Linked DNA regions of Mus musculus: region 2 is linked to region 1. A link is a contact called in public Hi-C data. All regions are on one chromosome and are shown on one strand. The core of a region is the stretch at or near the end of the contact, and the rest is flanking DNA. Distances in the headings are between cores, read along the strand shown. Region 1 overlaps Cytip (cytohesin 1 interacting protein). Region 2 has its middle 90 kb from the start of Upp2.

What was found. A called contact is a pair of places that touch in the nucleus more often than the background predicts.
Region 2: a contact with region 1 is called in a Hi-C map of cerebellar granule neurons, with 2.7 times the contacts expected there. The contact joins two enhancer-like sites. A contact is called at or near these places in 1 of 15 datasets of contacts at CTCF or cohesin (the NIH/3T3 cell line), 2 of 484 Hi-C or Micro-C datasets (cerebellar granule neurons and cerebellum) and 2 of 115 datasets of contacts at active chromatin or transcription factors (embryonic stem cells and large pre-B cells).

The regions. Positions count from the first base shown.
Region 1 is chr2:58,133,015-58,139,761 of GRCm38.p6, forward strand. Cytip (cytohesin 1 interacting protein) reads right to left here. Exons shown (of 8, transcript NM_139200.4): 7 at 4,845-4,911; 8 at 1-1,179. The coding sequence ends at 713. Among named protein-coding and RNA genes, the nearest start is that of Cytip, 24 kb to the right of the region's middle. Within about 2 kb of position 2,332, at least 71 of the 459 cell types and tissues checked have an H3K27ac peak or open chromatin away from gene starts, as enhancers often do. A contact at or near this core is called in cerebellar granule neurons and cerebellum, where this site is marked.
Region 2 is chr2:58,661,879-58,667,935 of GRCm38.p6, forward strand. It overlaps a transcript of Upp2 not described here. Among named protein-coding and RNA genes, the nearest start is that of Upp2, 90 kb to the right of the region's middle. Within about 2 kb of position 3,758, at least 6 of the 459 cell types and tissues checked have an H3K27ac peak or open chromatin away from gene starts, as enhancers often do. A contact at or near this core is called in cerebellar granule neurons and cerebellum, where this site is marked.

The DNA of each region.
Region 1 (6,747 bases), core at 1,082-3,581:
TTGGCATGAATGTTCAGGCAGAAAATAAAAATTGAAATGGGCGAAAATAATGAGAGTCTCACTCACTCTGTTTAGAGATGGAGTGGGGAGTGGCATAGGATCCCAGCACCAAGAGCTCTCCTCTGCACCAATACTAGGCATCTCTCCCGCCTCACTGTCACTGCTGAAGTGAGAAGATGCGTATGATGCTATGTTTTATGATCCTTTAATGGTTTGAAAACAATTTTAATTCTCTCTTGGGCAAGCTCCCAGAGGCTACAGAGTAAATGAAGCAAATAGGAGGTTTTGTAGTCTATCAAATTAACATATTAAAAGCAACCCAATAATTATATTCTGTCGGTCTATATTCTTACTTGATCTAAGAATTCTCCACTTTTTACATGCATGGTCAGTATAATAAATATTTTTGTACTTTCCTGGCCAGCATTAGAATGAGCAGACATATTATTACATTATTTAACCTATTACTTTCCTCTTGTGATGTCTGTTTAGAAGTTGAACACTACTGATTGAAACAAACAAACGAACAAAAACAAACCTCTGATATAAGACCCCAAAAATAACAATATAAGAACTTAAAGGTCACTGCTGCTGTGAGATGGGATGTGAGCTTCACAGTCTATCTGTACTTTCCCACTAAGCCAGGGGTTCATCTTGGCGGGTAGAGAGAGGATTGTGAAACAAGCCAATTCAAAAGGTCTGCAGCAGCCCATCAAAAGCGACTCTCTTCCTCTTCCACTGCACGATGAAGGCCAGGGATGAATTTCAAAATTTGTTTCCGGACACTACCCCGTCTGCTTTTCCGGGGCAGGGTCCCAAACACGCTTGAGTAATTGCTCTCCCACAAGGGAGAAAAGGACCCACTACTAGTGACACTGATGCTCCGGTTTCTCCTGGAAGAAGCATTCCGCAGAATCTCGTCTCCATCCTTAGAGTGAAAGCACTCATCGTCGGTGCTGGTCTGCCGGCTGAAGGCACCCCGGATGGAGTCCTCAGACATACTGCTCCGGTAGCCGTCCTCACTGTCCACTGTGAGGGAGCTCAGCCAACTCTTACAACTGCTCTCACTGGACAGTCGATGCCGGTCCAGGAGGGCTGGACTCGGCCCCAGCAGATTTCCAAACAAGGACGACTCGTCGAGGTCCATGTTTTCCAAATTTGGGGAGTTTGCTGTGTCTCCTACAATACAGAGAAGAGTCTATTGTGAGTTGAATTCAACCAGCAGTCCCTACAAGAAAGCACACCCAACTTCAAAGAACTCAAGAGAGGAAGGACATATTCTCTGGCCCAAGTTTTCACTTGCACAAATAAAGTTAGGAGGGTTAACCAAGCTAGCACCCATGGACTAGCTATAAGAAGGTCATGAAAATTATAACTTAGAATACATTTAAGCAAGATAATCCATGCCCATAGCTTGGATCTAGAATGTACTCCAGAAGGTTTGCATGGAGATGCTACTGGGAGATGGTGAAAATTTTAAAAGTTGCTACCTCCCGGGAAAATTTAGTCTTGGATTAAAACTTCTGTTTCTTGCTCCGTTTTCCCTCACTCTCTAGCCACTAACAGCAATTTTAGTCTGCTGAGTGTTTCTGCCACGATGTACTATCACAGGCCCAAGCCAGTTTATTATGGACTGAAACCTTTGAACACTGAATCAAATAAAACTTTTATTTTTTGTAAGCTGACTTATCTTAGTGGCAGAGAGGACTGTACTTGACTTGAAATCAGTTCAATGCAAATGACACTGAGACAGTGTGACTCTGTGAACCTCCAAGTGCTAATGTCTTAAATTGTGTAACCCCGGAAACTTTTATGAAAATGCTCACAGAAGGGAGGTCAAAATAGATGCTCAGAAAGTTCTTCTCTGGTTCTTATGATCTGTCTCTGTAAAGAATCGGAAGCTTATTATAAAGCTATCTAACTTATATGGGGAAAACAGCTACAAACCAGAACATGTGCTTATAAAAGGTTTATGGAACCAATTATACCTTCCAGTCTCAATATCCCAAATTTCCTCTGAGAATGGCTGAATGTTTTAGGATGCTGCTGTGCTTAGAAAGCACCTCTCTCCTCAGAATTCTAGCTGCTTGGCCAAGTTTTCCTGTCAGTGCTTTATAACCCACAAATGGGTTCCCCAAACGGAAGTATGAGTCACATTCTCTCCTGCCCACCTGTTTCTCATTGCTTGGACAGCTAGTGTGCTCAGAAAACCATAACTGAGAATGTGAGTCTATTTAAAAAAAAAAAAAAGGTACAGGTTGCCAAGTCCTCCAAAAGGCATCCTGTGTTAGTTCTCTTTACTCTGTTCTCCTGTGGCTTTGGTTGACAATGTAGAAAGAGACTGTTCTGCCTCCATTTGATCTATGAAGCCAAGCACAGCCAGTTTACATCTACATCATGCTTCCTTTCTGCTACAACTGGGTTGTTTTGTCTTTCGCTGCTGATAAATCCGGATGGAAGAGCAATTGCTTTATAGACCCCCGTGTCCTGAGTACTTCCTCTAGTTCTAGGAAAAAGCAGATGAATGAAGACCTCTAGTCCCTCAAAAAATGTGTACCAATGTAGCTCCTGATATTAGATCTACTTAAGACTATTCCTGTCCATGTGAAAACTGTATGCTGGGCTGTTCAGAAACCTTCAGTAGTTCAGCAAAGGCTTCTGAAACACTCCACGTCTATGAAAAGCAGGAAGTTGAATAAGGTTTCAAGAATCTCTCTCTCTGGCCCATTGGTCGTGCAAACTTTATCTGCCTCAGTACAGGGGAATGCCAGGGCCAAGAAGTGGGAGTGGGTGGGGGAGCATGTGGGGGACTTTTGGGATAGCATTGGAAATGTAAATGAAATAAATACCCAATTAAAAATTAATTAATTAATTAATTAAAAAATAATCTCTCTCTCTCTCTCTCTCTCTCTCTCTCTCTCTCTGTGTGTGTGTGTGTGTGTGTGTGTGTGTGTGTGTTTCAAACTTGTCTAGTATAAAGTGAAAACCAAGTCTCTAAACTGTTAATCAATGCCTAAATAATAATTAAGACTATAAAGGAACTTTAGAAGACAGAAAAAAATAAAAGACTATAAGATACAAAGTTGAATAGACTTTGGGATAGATATTTGTCAGAAGACATGAAATTGGCCAAAAGATATATGAAAAATATGTGGCATCATTAATCAACTGAGAAGCACAAATAAAAACAGGATGAGAGTCATCTCACCCCTGTAAGATGCTTACACCAAATAGATACAAGATAAAAAAAAATCAGTGGTGATGGGGAAAAATAAATTCACACAGTTCAGCTGCCATGGAAAACAGTACAGAGGCTCCACAAAAAAACAAACAGCAAACTGCCATATAACCCAGTACTGTCACTAGCGTATGGATATCCATAGGAAACAGGATCGGTATTTCAACAAAACCTGTGCTCGCATGCTCAGCTCATTCACAGTAGCCAAAACATGGGATCTGCAAAGATATCTGTTAACTGATGAATGTGGGAAGAAAATACTGCAGATGCATAGAGGAATTCCATTCACACACAACAAAAAGAAAAAAATTCATATTTGTGATGGCATGTATGAACATGGATGTGTTAAATGAAAAAAGCACAAGAACACAAATATGACATCATCTCATTACGGGCAGAATCTAGCAATGTTCTGATGGTTATTGGGGATAGAACGGTGGTTACCAGAGGCTGAGTAGCGAGGAGAGAGGTTTCCTGAAACCGTAATCCATGGGCACTGGTTACAATTAGATAAGAGTGTGGTGTGTTACATGGTAGGGTGACTACAGCTCACAAGTCTACTGTGACTTCCAAAATCTAAAAGGAAGATATTGTAAAAGCTTTTACCACCAAAGTAAATAAATAGATAAATAAATAAATGTCTAAGGAGCAAATTTATTTTGGCCACATCACATCATACACACACACACACACACACACACACACACACACACACACACATGTAATGATAGTCATGAATTTGTACAGTTTTTAATGGTTTTATGACTCGATTTTAAATTATTTTTAAGTTGAATCTTTTTCCGCCAAGTAGTTACCATTTGAACAAATATTCCAATTTCTAGATAGAGGTTAGATGAGATAACCTACATTCCAACCCACACAGCTAATGACTCCAGTAAATTATTTGTGCACAGTGTTCCCTCCTGCCAGCTATGGTGATGCATGCCTGACATTTCAGTGCTTGGGAGGCTAACGTATAAGTTTCCCTTGGACTACTTAGTGAGCATCAGAATAGGCAGGGCCATATAGCAGGACACTGTCTGGACTGACCTCAAGTGACACAGCAAAAGAGCAAACTAACAACTAGATTCAACTCCTTGCTTCAAAACAAGAGAGTACAAATACATCTTAACATAATAATCTTGTCTGTCTGATTTGGTCCTAAGATTCTCTGCATATATAACTAATGGAATTTGGAAAATGGTTGATGCTCTACCTATAAAGTACACAGCCATTTTCATTAAAATAGCTCCAGCCAGAATCATTTTCAGGAATATAACTCATTGGCTGATGGGGTACAAATGGCAGGCAATGTTTCCTCTGGCTCCTCTGCAATCTTTGGTTACCTCTTCCAAATGTGTAATTCCCAAGTCCATGCATGTTTTCAAAGGCATATGTAGTGTGTATAGAAAAGAGAGTGTAGCATGACTCAGCCTGCTCCAAGCACAGTCACTCCAGTATTCATCCCAGCAAAGCGCAGACCAGTAGCCTTCACTGGTGCTAAGCAAACTTTTACTCTAATAGTGATGGTCTGAAAATATTTGGAGGCAGAAATGCTGAGAGGGTGTGACGAGAATGCGGTTTCCTGCCAGGAAATTGAGCTTACCATGCAACAGGCGCTGTTCCTGTAAGTGCAGAGACCTGAGCTCCACCCATTTTTTCTTCAAGGTTTGCTGTGAGAAAGATAAGGGAGAAAGGTTCTGAGTCTTAGGAAATCCAAGGGGGCAAGGCAGGGGAGACTGACAGCCCTGACAGCCCCACTCCTCTTCTCGAGAGACTTCGGTTGAATTATAGAGGATATTAGGAATACTGATTTCTCACGGACCCACAAGTCTTCTCTTGAAAAAGAAGAAAACTGATGAAGTTCATGTTGTTTTATGTTTGAAAGTGTTTACTAGCCATAAGCACTTTGCCCATGAGTGATACAGATAGTGTTGGATAGAAACCCTAGAGTTTTTTTTTTATTATTATTATTTTTATTACGTATGAAACCCTAGAGTTTTAGGGCTAGATAAGTTACCAGATGAAAAATTTTGGACCAGTAACTAGAAGTTTGTAAATGCTTAGTAAATATCACCAACCAATAAGTCTGGGCTCTGAAACAAAATTTTATTTGACATCTATCTAGAAAATACTTAAGTGTCCTAACTTTGTTTCTTTGCTTGTTTGAAATGTCCTCTTATGTAGCTCAGGCTAAGCCAGACTCTTGATCTCACTATGCAGTTGAAGATGATATCGAACTTTGGATTCTCCCACTTCTAATTCCCAGGTACATGCTCCACCATGTCATTTATGAGGTTCTGGGAGCAATCCCAAGACATGATGCATGTCAAGCAAGAACTCTACCAACTGAGCTGTACCTCCAGTTCACCCCTTGACTTCAAAACTGCTTCTTCCCTTGGCTACTGTAGCAAACGAAAAGAATGTGACAAACGAAAAGAATGTGACCAGCATGAAAAAGAATTGACTATAAGAACAGTCACTCAGCACAGAAGGCCTGGCCTGGTCCAGCCCACAGGCTAGCCAAGTCAATGGAAGTCAAAGCCAAGTGAGAAGAAGCCATCTGGAAAGGCAGGTGTTCTATGTTCGCTCTCCTTCCGGCTTCCTGCCCCCTGCTTCACCTTGCCTTTGCTATTTTAGGTCCCGGTAGCAAGGCCACCATGTGGCCACAGCTCAGGCTTGCCAAGGACATTTATTCATAAGAAAGATGGCCTAGTTGGAAAAAAAAAAGCAATCCTCTTTATGTGCATTTAATGGAAGAAAATGGAAGAAGGGGAAGAAAATAAAATCTCAAGAACATCATTGAATGAATATGAGGAGGAGTGGAGATCATTCCTTATCCTGCAGAACACTTAGGATGCTCACAGCAGTATCTGAAGCCTTTCTGTGGCTGCCAATATTCAATCAAACAATGAAAGCAGTGAAAAGCTTAGCTCAGCTCATTTTCTAGTTGTCGGTGTTTTGTTTTTCTGGGTAGGTTTTTTTTTGTTGTTGTTGTTATTTTGTTTTGTTTTTGTTTTTGTTTTCCTGAACTGTAATATCACTTTAGAGTAGTTATAGGATGAGTGGCTGCGTCAGTGACTCCTCTTATTCTCCTATAACTTTATAGTTATGGGAAAACCAAGAACAGAAGCCTGTGTAGGTCGCATACGGACCTACACATTTCTTCTTTGCTCAAGATACTTATCTCCTCCAGTAGAATGGAGTAAAGGAAACAGGTAAGATGTTAGTCAAAACTAAAGACACAAAGACAAAAAATATTATCTTGCTGAATTTGGCTTTCAAAAGTTCATGGACAGAGCTTTTCAAATAGTTCACATTTGTGACTGAAGGTTTTATGATCCCTGATTTTCTAGTCTAGCCTAGTCACCTAAGTGTGATATGACTTATACTAAGGAAACTTGAGTGTAAAGAGCAGAGGTAACAAAGTGACTGTTTAAAAATCTGAGATTTTTTTTCCTGTTTTATTCAGGGTTGTTAAACATTTAGTCACATCTAAATGTTCTATA
Region 2 (6,057 bases), core at 2,508-5,007, 530 kb after region 1:
AGGGAGATTTGTTACTACAGGGGCCAATTCCATAAGCAAAAATATTGAGAACACTCGAAACCAGGAATTAGTAAGGAAATTGTACATGTAGAAAGACAGCTGAGCTCAGTGGTTTAGGAAGGGCATTGTAGTATTAATGCAACCTCAAGGCTCTCAATATACACAGAAGAAAATGTAGAACACACACACACACACATACACACACACACACACACACACACACACACACCACACGTGACTGAAGGATATGTGCACGCGCACATTTGCATGTTGTAACATTTCTCTAACTTCCAGATTGTCTCAAAACAGAATACGGGAGAAATAATACTAATTAATTGAGGACATAATAGAACCATATGGCACTGTTAAAATAATTAAAGGAGACAATACACATGGCAGGTATAAGGCACATGTAAACTCTGCATAGTATTATCATCATCCCCTGGGAGGAAAACAGATCAAATTCTACTCTGCATCTTGTTTTCACCAAAACCAAGTCTTTTCACAATGGCACATGCTTTGCTTTTTAAAATTAATAGATCTAGCATGTGTCTTTTACTGTCTTACTTTTTATAATTAGGAAAAAAAAGAACCGTGTGTGTGTGGGGGGGGGGTATAATCTGCATTAGTGTCGTCTGCCGATGACTCATAATTTAATTAATTCTTGTTGCTAATGGAAACCTCTGGTTGAATAAGGCAAAGTTGTATTTTAGTAGCAGCACTTGGAAGTGGATGGAATAAGAAATCTATCCAACACCAAATCTATGGACATAAGGGTATCCGCACCGATCTTTCCAACTTTTGTAAATCTCTGAATCAAAATACTGAGTAATAAAACAGCTGTCAACCTTTATTTCTTCCATTTATGTCAAAAAACAAAATCCCTGCTTAAAGTCTGCCATGGTCAGACACTACTTAATACGCTGCTTAGGCCATTGTGAACAAAACACTCCCTCCCTGTTAGGGAGCTCTGTGATCGATCGTCACGGTGGGGGACAGATAATAGACATAGGCCCTGCTTGCTTTCCATGTTGCCTGACCCTAAACCGTGTACCACACCTATCCCTTTTCTACTTAAAGAAAAGATTTTTTTCGTGGCTTATTAGCTATTTGATTTCCAGCAGCCTTTTGAGCCATGATTTTCACGTATCGGAAGTAAAGATCATCACTATAACATGATGGTACTTAAACATGTGAGATGAGTGGTGTGGAGCTGCTTGCTTAGCAGGTGCTGGAGAGAGACCAACACTCTCGTATGTAAACAGCACAGGTCTCGGTTCCTATTACTTCTCAATGTAAGATAACTGGGGTTCCTTTGGCGTGTAATGAAACTGCTTCATTCACTGGGTTGAGGATGCTACTGTTGATCTGTGATGCCTTATCATCGGGCTCAGACACTGCCATCTTGCCAGTAGGAACAGGGAGTCCACTCTTCTACTGGATTTCCGTAGAACAACCCCTTCCTCAAGCCTGTCGCATTCTCCCCTCCTCCCTCTTCCTTGATGATTTTAGTATCTTGCTATACAGCTCAGATTAGCTCTTAACTTGTTATCCCCCTGTCTCAGCATCTAGAGGGATGGGATTATGGGTGTGTGTTCTAGGCCCAGTTTACTGTGTTCTTCTTTTTCTCCTACACAGAAGCTCATGGCTTGAGTGGCCACTCAGCTGTCTCACGGGGTTTCCTGAATAGCTCTTTCCAGGGGCCAGGCTCTTACTGTGTTCTCCACAGCCCACTAAGTACAGTCTTGGCTGTGTGTGCTGCTGAATATTTCAGTGAGACTTTTTATTATATTTATTTATTCACTGGAGCTGAGAGGGGCACCACAGCATAGGTGTGAAGTTGGGAATTCCTTCCATTGTGTGGGTCCCAAGGATCCAACCTGAGTTCTGGAGCCCTGTCAGTCTTTTCCTTTAGAGGACTTTGAGAAGATTATAGGCCAGGCTTGTAATCTTCCTGCCCCTGGGAATTAGTGTTATGAGCCACCACGCCTGGCTAACTGCACTCCAGTCTTCATCCTAAGATCACTGAGATACGGGCAGGGAAATCAATAGGCTTAATTGATATTTTAAGAAGGATTTTCAGGCTTCTCTGTGAGGAGTGAGTATCCGGGTCGAGACTGGAAGGGAGATCCAACTGTCTCCCAGATTGAAACTGCACACACTGGGTCAAGTGGTTTGGAGCAGCTGGGCGAGCCTGTTTGGAAGCAGAATTAGGAGGTAGCACTTACTGGTATCAGCAGCGGAGGAGTGAAATGAGTGGGTGACGCTTGAGGTTGAATATTTCTGTAGATTTATGTGACTGCACTACTTATTAGAAACGGGTAACTGCGATACTTAATAAAAACCCTACTAAGAGCATGTTGCATGTTTGATGTTACAGTGATAGTGGAGGATTCGTGGGTGAGCCTCAACAACTAGGTTTGCAGTGTAACCCCTGATAGCCTCTGCAGGTCCAGAGGCCCTCAGATTCTACGACAGACTCCTAGGCCTTTGCAAGCCTCAGTCTCATGTACTCCATGAGTCTTCTTTATGCAAACAAGCCTCTTATCTCCCAGCTTCTAAAGTTGGTTCGTCTTCTACCTCAGGAAGACTCCAACGGGGAACAAGCTGCTATCCCTGCACCCCCAAAAAAGAATTCAACCCAATATCTAGACTCTTCGGTGGTATAGTGTGTGTGTTCAGTTTGCAAACAACAGTTTACACTCCCCCAATCCCCACCACACACCACCTCTTTGAATTCAAGAGCTTAGTCTGTTTAAGTCTCAAGTTCCCACTGTGAGGCAGAGAGCACTTAACCCCTTGCAGAATGCAGCCTGTGCTTAGACCTATGAGAACATTACCTTCTTCTCCAAGAACAGGAGATATGTACTCCGCAGTTTTACAAATAGAAGGGTCATTAGCATTGACACCAACCAACCAACCAACCAACCAAATAACAAACAAACCAAACAACCCTAAAGAACTGCTTTGGCAAATAACAACCTCAAGGGGGCGCCCTACCCTGCCACTCTGGAAACTCCCCCCCCCCCCAACCCCCTTCCGGGATTCCCACTCTTGCTCTGAAGTCAAGACGCCAGACAACTGGTCTTATTTTGAAAGAACACAAGAGTTGCTTTCCACCTCAGTTAAGTGACGGGATTCCTGGCAGGTTATCTTTCAGGCAGACGAGAGGTTGATGGATCTTCCTGGGAGACAGACTTTGAGCTATAGAGAGCCATCATGCGATTGACCACTATCGCAGCTCCCGTTGTCCCATTGCTGTCTCCACATAATGGGAGTCTATGACCGGTATGGATTTCTGTTGGCTTTCTTCTCTGATGCTGGCCTTCAGCTTCGGTTTGTCAGCCTCTCAGCAAGTGCAGCAGGAAGCAATAACAGCTCCTTTTTTGTGTTTGTCCCCTCTTCTCTGCGACCCCCGATGGGCAATGCACTGAGCACTTTACATGCATCGTGGCATAGCCTTGTGATGATCATTCTGTGAAGTGCTAACATCACTATATTTGCTTTACACTTGAAAATTGCAAAGTGTGAGCAATTAAGTCCTTTCTTTGCGGTGACCTATTTACAGTAAGGGTTTGCGGCTTCTTTCTGCCTTGCATTCATTTTTCTTGTCTCCTTTGCTTCTTTCTTCTGGCTTGTGCTTCCTACTGCCAGCCTTTCCATTCAGCTAACTTTGCCTGACAGATGGAGCTTCCTCAGTTCTCAGGTGCCCTGAAGGTTTCCTGGCAACCACCTGGTCTTGAGGTCCTCAGCTGTCACAGCAAGCACTCTCTGCTGCCCCCACCTGGCAAACTCTAGCACTGACTCGTTTCTTGGCCAATACATTTGTAAGAGTTTTCCACTTTTAAATTTTCATTAGTAAGATGCTTATATGCGGCTGTTTAAATTAAGATAGGAGTGATCAACTTCTAAGGAAATACAGCCTGCAAATGAATTTAAAAGGATGGAAGCTCCCCGTGTGATGGGGTACATTGGGTCTCAACGCAAGTTAATGGAAAGTGAAAATGTTCGCAATTCAGAATTGGCTTTAAGTTTTCCTTGTGATTTTTGGAGCGACTTTGCATTGTTTTTAGTGTATTTCTTCTTTATGACTTTATACTTGAAACTTTGCCAGAAGTTCCTGAAAAAAATTTAATCTAAAGTGCAAATTTACTATTTTACAAGGAGTCATTACTTTTGAGCTTATTAGAAAAAAAGCCAACTCGAGGTCAGTAATTACCTCACAGAAGGCTGAGTGCTGCTTGTTTCTCTTGTGTGCCAGGCCTAGAGTAAATGTTCAGAGCTCGTTTGCTGATTTAGAAGGAACACACAAGTGGTTCTTTATGAGGTACCGAGAAGAGTTGAAAGGGAGTCTTATCTGACTTGGGTTAACCCTAGAATTTATTTTAAATACATGGTTGTTTGAAGACTTTCCTCACTAAAATACTGCACAAGAACAAAGAACGGGTATCCTGCGCTCACACGGCTAAGGACTTTCTAAAGCATTTGGATTTCTTACCTACGATTAGCTCAGTTATTGCTAGGCTGATCAATAGGCACAACTCTGAGATCAAGAGCAATTCAGAGCACTATTCTCCCTTCAGCCCATGTTCATTGTTTACCGTTTGAATGAGACCTGTAATCAGCATTATTTACCAATCTTTACAGTGGAACTTTAAACCAATGGTTGTTCCTCTCTTCACAGGTATTAAATACCATTTCAAGCATCCTTTCAGGGATTCTGGGCTTCTTAACCAAGTCCATTTCCCCAGACTTTGCAGTCCATGGAAGGAACATTGAACCTGAAAGAGTCTTTGAGAAGTATTTGTTATTTAACTTGAGGCAGCTGTTCTTAAAAAGTTACACAAGTCTATAAAGTCTTTAAAATAGATTTAAAAAAAACCAGTTAAGATCTAGCCTTGAAATACATATAAAATACATACTAGGAATTTCCTTTGACATTCTTTGCTATTACAAATACTATTATAACTAACAATTCATCCAATTATAGACAATTAAATTAGGATTCAACTGCTAAAAATTAAACACATATATTTGGTGGGCTCTCTGAGCCAAATTGCCTTAGAAATGTCATTGTTTATTGCCGAAAACTCTAAAGCATGTATATAACTGTAGGAAATACTGAAAGCAGTCATCTTCCCCCCTCCTTGTCCTTGAATTTTTGCCAAGTATCATCAAATATCAGATACACACTGTAATAGCAGATTTGCTTGAATGTCACTATTAATCTAATCTGTAACCTTTAACCTTTTGTTTGAGGCATTTCAGAAACTTTACACAGATAGCTAATGTCCAGAACAACCAGAGCCAAATGCAATAATCTTACAGTTGAAGGACAGCCAAGGCACACTCTTTCTGAGGATGCTTTTCCTTGGAGCCAATATGAAGATGAAAAATGGCTTTTGTGAGCACAGTCGTCATAGAAAAGGCTTTTTTTTTTTTTTTTTTTTTTTTTTTTTTTTTTTTGTCACAGTGCTGGGCAGATTTTTCAAGCCAAGGGCACAGTACTGTACTCTTTGCAGGTCTATTTTTAGGTTTCCATTTCTCAACAGGATGCTCTGGGTTTTGCGTTAGCGACACGCAGGCTGCACACTGTGGTGGAAGGAGCAGACAGCCTGCTCTGTGCACTCCCCACACCCCAGGATCCATGGTCACCTGGCCATAGCCTATTTTGTGGTCTTGGGGATCTAGTGACCTCTTCTGGATTTCCTAAGTGCTCAGCACACCTTAGGTTATCTATTAGTCACACATTGCCAAGATCTTGCAGTATGCCTCATTGGGGTCCAACAGGGCTTGGAGAGTGGTTTAGTTTAGGTTGAGAGGTAAGAGTCCCAATAGCAAAGGCACCCTGATTGGAAGTACCAAATGCTGTTCACTTGTTTTTAACATGAAACACAGAGGGCATAGACATCTGTAAATTAAGTAAATAAATGCATTTCTCTTTTACATCATGGCACTGCCACTGAAAATATGGAAGAATGAGCATTTTAAAGCTAAAGAAAAAGGACGAGGAAGCTACTTCGGTACCGGCAGAGTCTCTGGGGAAGATACTTCTCG